2 separate regions of the Zea mays genome follow, and region 2 is linked to region 1. A link is a contact called in public Hi-C data. All regions are on one chromosome and are shown on one strand. Each heading gives the region's core, a stretch centred on a gene start, on an enhancer-like site or on the middle of the called end of the contact. The rest is flanking DNA. Distances are from core to core; before and after follow the strand shown.

Region 1 (3,778 bases), core at 567-3,066:
TCCCGGCGGCCTTTTGGGCTGCTCGGGTGGGCGTGGTGGGGCGCGGCAGCCTCCGGTCCATGACGCGCTCCAGCCGGCGAGCGTCGCGCAGGCATGGCCGCGCCCATTCCACCAGGCTCTGCTCTCGCGGCGGCCGGTTCTTGTCCAACGCCTTCCGCCCCGTTAGCAGCTCCAGGAGCACGACGCCGAAGCTGTACACGTCGCTCTTGGTCGTTAGATGCCCTGCTAATTTTAACGCAGAAAAAATTAACAGTAGATCGTCACTGCTGAGTGCGCGCATGCATGTTCCATAATATTTTTTGCCTAAGTACATACCTGTCATGATGTACTCGGGTGCGGCGTAGCCCTGCGTGCCCATGACTCGGGTCGACACGTGGGTCTCGTCTTCTCCAGGTCCAGCCTTCGCTAGCCCGAAATCCGACAGCTTCGCCGTGTAGTCCTGAATGAAGGCGCGAGTCAGGGAAAGCCGCATGGAGCGAATGCGCGCGCAGCCTGGTCTCATTATTTTACCGAGTCCAGCAGGATGTTGGACGTCTTGAAGTCGCGGTAGATGACGGGTTTGGCAGCGTCGTGGAGGAAAGCCAAACCTTTGGCGGCTCCAATGGCGATCCTCATTCGCGTTGACCACGGAAGGGAAGCAGAGTGCCCTGTTCGTTTCCACGAAGAGATCATCGATCGTTAGGAACGTACGTTGTTGGCTTTGCCTTTTACCCTAAACTATTAGAACCTGCCCTACTTTTGAAGAGATGCTTCTCCAAGCTGCCCCTGGCCATGAACTCGTACACGAGAAGCCTGTGCTCGTCCTGGTAGCAGTAGCCGATGAGCTTGACAAGGTGCGGATGCCTCAGCTGCCCAAGGAAAATGACCTCAGCCTGTACCAGCAAAAACAAACGAACAAATAAGTGAATAATCACAAGTAGTTGCAGGTCAACACAGGCAGCGTTTCCTTAGTACAGTACAGTATTGTTTAAGGAATATTTTGACCACCAACACTTGGTACAATTGTTTGACCGAATAAGCAGTGCTGCAGTTGGTTGGGTGGTTGACAAGTTGACGTACTGCATACAGCTCCCTCCAGGGCACCAAACAAAGAATTAATCCCGAAATGAAATTGTGTCTCAAGGGAGAGGGGAGAAGACATGTCGGCTTCCGAAAGTGATCACAGCTCAGCTACAGATGGCGATGCTACTGTTTTCTTCGGACTTTAGACTGGGGCGGGCTCAATTCGTTTGTTAAATAATAAAAGGACTAAAATGGCAGTAGAAATTAAATTGCAACGAAAATGAATTCGGAATAAAATGGATCAATGGCTGGCTATTCTCTTTCAAATCTGCGAAACCAACCCGAATCAGATTGTTCGCGTGATTCAGAAACTTGCTTACCAGCCACTCCTTGTGGCCCTGGGAGCCCTCGAGGTCGAGCAGCTTGACGGCGACGGCCTGCGGCTGCCGCAAGCCGGGCCTGACCCGCTCGTCGACGCGGCCCTTGTACACGGGCCCGAACCCGCCCTCGCCGACGAAGTTGCTCATCGAGAAGTCCCGCGTCGCCACCCGGAGCTCCTCCACCGTGAAAGCCAGCACGTCAGATCCCGCCAGCGACAGTGATAGGTCATCCGGCGAAAGCAGCGGTGCTGGTGGCGCGGGAGGCCTGGAACCGGCGGAGGCCACCTTGCCCGGGCCGTCACCAGAGCGGTCGGCATGGGAAGAGCTGAAGCAACCGAAACCGAACAGCGCAGACCACGACGTCGACGACGACTCGGCCGGCTTCCCCATCAGCGCGCGTGCGGGCAGCTGCTGATCGAAGTGGAGGAATATCGGGTGGAGTCTGAGAGCAGTGGCAGCCGTGTCTGGGTGGCTCATTTTATTTGTAGTCGTTGCTGTCTTCGTCCCTTAATAATTTACTAGATGAATGTACTACGCAGTGAACATGTTATGATAAGATATACTGAAATTCAAAAAGTTTTGTCATCCGATGTTTCTTATTTAAAGCTTGCTCGACATATATAGAGCTTGATAGTATGGTATGTTTGGTGTAGGATAGACGCGATAAGTCTTCAAATGATATACCACCTTGCTTTAATATCTTTATTGCAAATTTGGGACATACATGTACAGATGACAAACTCAAGGAAGTTTTATCCAAGTATGATGTGTGGATTACTTGTGAAGTGGATCCATAGTAATGAAATTGCACAATAAAGTTCTATATTGTTAGGGCACATGAGTTTCATGTCCTTAAAATGTTCTTTTTAGCTCACATTTTTTTTTGTCCACAATGAGTCAAATGACAATGAACATAGACATACATGCAAACCACATTCATATTGCATTCATATGTTACTTAATGAATATTTAATTAGTTTAAAACGAATTATATTTTGGAATGGAGGGAGTAGTTCTTTATTACTACACATTTGCTCTCAATTTTTAGATAGTCCACTTCACACTTCATATAGAGTTATGAATTTATAAAGTCTGTTGGACTAGTCTTTTTTTTGCTAAATCTATTTGAGAGTAGTAAAACAGTAGATTTGGCTTAATCCCTTTAAGTTGCTATAAGTAACTATTTGTAAGCAAAGTATTTTTTATAGTTTGTAGTTAATATCATAGTTTATAGGAATATCAGCGTATTTTATGCTATAAAGTGTTTGGTTACATTTCTAAAAAATATGTTTTCAAAACCATGATATTCTACATATCATTGTATTTTTTATATTAAAAACTCCACTCAAATCCAAAAATTTTATGGCATGGCTAGCTTTTGTCTAAATACCATGGTTTACAATGTTGTATCTAAACAATGTTTCTCAAAATCATTGTATTTTCTGAGCTGACCAAAACTATTATATTATCATGATAACTGTAAAGTACCCCCTTCGTTCATAAATATATAACACCGTTGACTTTTAAAAAAACTTTGACCACTCGTTTTATTCAAAAAATAATGAGTTATCATCAATTTTTTTGTGATTTGTTTTATCACTTAAGGTAGTTTCTGCTTAACTTAAAATTTTATATTTTTGAATAAATATTTTGAATAAGATGGGTGATCAAAGTTTTCAAAAAAGTCAACGATATCATATATTTGTGAACGGAGGTAGTATAATATTGTAAAACAATGATTTTGAAAATATTGTTGTCAAATACGCCCTAATGGTTTTCTACTGGTTTGATTTGGTTCGGTTCGGTAAGTGGCGTACTTTGAGCCAGATGCTTTAAGGTAGGCAAGTCTGGTTGTCATGGGCGTGTTTGGTTCGGCTTTTTTCTGGCCAGCTTATCTGAAAAGCTGGCTGTGGGGAAAAGCTGGCTGTTGGGAAAAGCTGGTGGTTAGAATTTAGGTGTTTGGTTCGCCAGCTGTGCAGAAAAGCTGTTCGTCAGAATCTACGTGTTTGGATACAAATTCTCAAATTGCAGATTCTGTTCGAACAAACGATAAAATGAAACCCATAACACAGATAAAGTTCATTACAAAATAATTAGTGGAGTTGATTACATCATAAGTACCGTTACAATTGCACTAAGTCAACTACGCCACTAATGCATTTGCAATTGCATCTCGAAAATCACTCATGTCTAACTCATCAGATGTGCTAGTACTACTCTCACCTGCAGGTAGATCATGACTTAGGCTATTAGGTCCTACTTCATCAAAATCTCTATCGTGTAGAGCACTATCTCTAATGAAGTTATGCAGTGTCATACATGCAATAATTATCTTCGATTGTTTCTCAAGCGAAAATGAAGGGAGACTTAATAGAATTCTCCACTTCATTTTTAGC
Region 2 (3,778 bases), core at 523-3,022, 140 kb before region 1:
GGTTTCAAGTGCAAATATTATAGAGGAACAAATAGCGGAGGGGTGGTACCCGTTTGAAGAAGCATTACATCGAAGTGCAAGTATTACATATGTTTGCACATATAACTACAAGCAGACCAGTGTGCTATTTTTGCTACGTCAACAAGTATTTATTTGTTGTTCTTGTTTTTTCTCGCTAATGTATCTCATACCTTTTGTATAGGACTATGTATACAAAATGGACCCATATCACGATCTTTTCCCACATGCCTGAGTACTATCACTATGACTCAAGCTGAATACATGAGTATTTTGAAACATGTCAACATATGTGTCGTGAGAGAACTTAAAAGAACTTGTATTTGAGTATTGCACAATCTGATGGTTGATTGTTGCATGGGAATTGAAGTTTTTGGTTGCATACATATGACATATGTCATTTTGGTGAACATATATTGTGTGGATCAATTAATATAAATTGTTCAACATGAATTGAGCAAATTACAAATAAACCCTATCATTTTTTTCTATAAAAGACATAAAAACCGGTTCGTTTTGAAGAAAAAATCGATAGTTTCGAGCAGCGGTTTTTGCAGCGGTAAACCGGTCAATAAAATTTTAATTTGATTTGAGCAAACCTGCCGCCGGCAGTTTTAGTTTACAAATCGTTTTAGTAAACGTGTGCGTGTGCACGTGTGCGCTGTCGTTCGATCTCGCCTCTTCAATTTCGGTCGCTCAGGTCCGACCAAATTCCTGATCTGCAAATGTGATAGCTGACGAGTGCTACCTGAACTATATACAGGTACACCCAACTGATCAGTGACGCGGCACAGCTCTTGGTTCGAGACGACCGATGACCGATTGCCGAGTGCTACTTCCTCTTGACTTCAAAAGATGTCACTGCTCGCACATACCATATATACGTACAGACAGTACGCGCGTGTGGTGAAAGGGATACGCACGCAATGAGAAAACTCGCCTCCTGGCTTGGTCATTCTGTGTTCAACGGTAGCTAGCCCAAACATATATATTTGTATCGGTTACACATGAGTCTTTGATACCACTACCAAAATCCAGCTCTTTGTCGAGTACTTCTAATCGGACACTCGGCAAAATTCAACTCTTGATAGTGACCGCGTTTGCGGTGAGCAAGACTCTGGGCATAGAAAGACACTCGGCAAAGATAACTTTGCTGAGTGTCAAACACTCGGCGAAAGGCGACGTTCGGTAAAGGACCATCAGCAGCCGTCTATATCTAACGGTCGTTATCTTTGTCGAGCGCCGGGCTTTTGCACTTGGCAAAGAGACTACTTTGCCGAGTCTCCCACGTCTGACACTCAGCAAATAATGCTTTACCGAGTGCCATCCTCGGACACTACGTAAAGTATATTTTTTATTTTTTTCTTTCTCTAACTAAACTTTTGTGGTATGTTGCTACACTATATAGACTTACATGTAACATTTTGACACAATTATAAAAGTGTTTTCTGTAACTATTAGATTTAATTTGTTTAATTCAATTTTCTCAGATAATTCAGATTTGATCATTTCTACCCACTTGTTGAGTTCACCCCTAAGTGCTCATCTCACAAGGTCACATGCTTCTAATCCTTAAAGAGAGATATTCCCACCAAGGGTTAAAATTTCCTTTTACCAAGTCAGATCATCACACAAGCAACACACTACGTGTTTGTTTTGAAATTTTAGCCTAGTGGATACATTCTAGGTGTATATTATGTAATGTCAATTTATATAATGTTATGTCAAAGTTTTAGTTCTCGTAACACCAGTCACTCGGATTCTCTTCCATTCTAGTACCTTGCCGTTATTAGTTGAGTTTGAGAGACTAGTGTTGTTAACAAGTGGTATTAGAGGGTTCGATTCTCAGCTTCAAGTCGCCAACGTCATGACTCTCAATGTCAAGCTCATCCTCGACGAGTTCAACCGGAGGTTCGACGCGACCGAGGCTGGACTCGACTGGCGCTTCGCGAAGCTGCTGCAGCCGCAAGCTGAGGGGGTGGACGAGCCGTTCCGCGATGTGGTGAGCCCTCTATCGCATCCTTCCATCGTCTACGTCTCTACGAGTCGTAACGCGACGAGGCCATGGCGGGAGCCAATGCTAGTGCGCTTGCTGGCCGTCGCGACGAGCGGCCCGCACGGGGACGCAATTCCTCCTCCGACGACAGATCTGAGCAATCCTACCTCACGCCCACCCGTGAGGCCACCAACAGGGCCCCTGCGCCCGACGATAGGTTGATGGCGTCCGTCGACCACCGTCGACGCCAGACTCCGGATGAAGAAGGAGGTGTCGAGCAGGAACGGGGCGGTGCCGTTGCCGACGAGGTGGAGGCCATGGCGGCGCACGAACTTCCTAGAGATGAGACCGGAGCAGAGGCTGCAACCCAGCAGCCGTGGTGCCTTTGCTGATCCACTTCGTCCCTGGTGATGATGGGTTCAGATGGAGCATGCATGGGGTTTGCTGCTACTCACGGTGGCGAGCTTGTCACTGGCGGACACGCTGGAGGAGCACCCTGCTCTGTGGCTGTCGCAGTTTCCGCTCGACGCGTGCGAGTTCACGTTTGATCGTGTGTCCGTTCCGCGGATGGAGCTGCTCGTCCTAGGCATCCTCGAGTGGTGGGTGGTCGTCGACATCCCTTTCCCCTACATCCGCTGCTTCGTGGCGCAGTTTCGGCAGGACGAGCGGCGGGCGATCTGCGAGCGCGCCGTGCAGCACCACTGCACCAGCTACCTCAAGCATAGAGGAGGATGTACCCTTTGACACTCCCACAAAGTGTTCGATAAGGGTCCTCAACCACAGCGCCAACTACGGCCGCTTCACTGAAGACCGGCGTAAAGAGGGCCAGATTCATTGCCTCCATCGTCAAGGGCCGCAGTGGCTCACTGTTCCGCGAGAAGATGATCGTGGGTGTTGGTGCTCGCTTTGTCGTCATCGTCGACGCGTCCAAGCTCGTGTCGCGCCTCGGCTGCACGGGCGCCAACCCCGGCGAGGTCATCCCCTTCGGCGTGCTTCACACGCTGGGACACATCCGCGGCCTCTTCGACGGCTTGCCTGGATTCCACGCCAGGCTGAGGTCTGTTCCAGCGACCGCCGCCAAGGGGAAAGAAGACTCGAAACAGTCCTTCGTCACCGACAACGACAACTACATCATCGAGGACGGCATCCGCGGCGACCTGCACGACATCAGTGACCGTCTGTTTCAGATCACCGGCGTCGTAGAACACGACATGTTCCTAGATCCTAGGCTAATTTTCCCACGCTGAAGAAGCTGGAGATGCGAGGAAGAAGGTGCAGCTTACAGAGGCCGCGGAGCGTTGCTTCGACGAGTTGGTCGGAAGAGGCCTGCTCCGTCTCACGGTCGGAAGCAATGGAGCCACGGGAGCCAGGATGCCCCCGTCATGATCCGCTCCTTCACGAAGGACGTGTCTGAATGAGAACTTCTGCACTGAGTCAGCAGCAAATAATATTTTCGAAGTGCGGCGGCTGTCCATCGTTGAGAACAACGAGGCTGACGATCGCATTGGTGAGGGGATGACAATGGCAGCATGGATGACGAGCATGGAAATAACGGTGAGGTTCGAATAGGCCGGCGAGCACCTGTGGGTCAAGATGGGCGGCCACAAGGTGCTCAACGTCGACACGTACGACAGCATCTTCGCCAAGCCAGGCGGCTCATTCCGCAACCCCGATGTGCACGTCGATGGCTCCAGCGACTTGGGCCTCATTTTCATGAGCGCCATCAGCCTCGTCGACATGTTCATGAGCTCGAGCAAGTGGACG

What was found. Hi-C and Micro-C count contacts between places; a contact is called where the count stands out from the background.
Region 2: a contact with region 1 is called in a Hi-C map of tassel, with 2.6 times the contacts expected there. The contact joins the promoter of LOC103626247 here to the promoter of LOC100272518 in region 1. A contact is called at or near these places in 3 of 25 Hi-C or Micro-C datasets (ear, leaf and tassel).

What each region holds. Positions count from the first base shown.
Region 1 is chr5:37,971,233-37,975,010 of Zm-B73-REFERENCE-NAM-5.0, reverse strand. LOC100272518 (putative protein kinase superfamily protein) reads right to left here and starts at 1,816. Exons shown (of 5, transcript NM_001359655.1): 1 at 1,383-1,816; 2 at 737-872; 3 at 511-647; 4 at 316-439; 5 at 1-222. The coding sequence starts at 1,772. LOC103626245 (putative nuclease HARBI1) reads right to left here. Exons shown (of 2, transcript XM_035959000.1): 2 at 3,452-3,778. The coding sequence ends at 3,526.
Region 2 is chr5:38,107,987-38,111,764 of Zm-B73-REFERENCE-NAM-5.0, reverse strand. LOC103626247 (probable ribose-5-phosphate isomerase 2) reads left to right here and starts at 1,772. Exons shown (of 1, transcript XM_008646648.4): 1 at 1,772-3,778. The coding sequence starts at 2,896. The coding sequence ends at 3,261.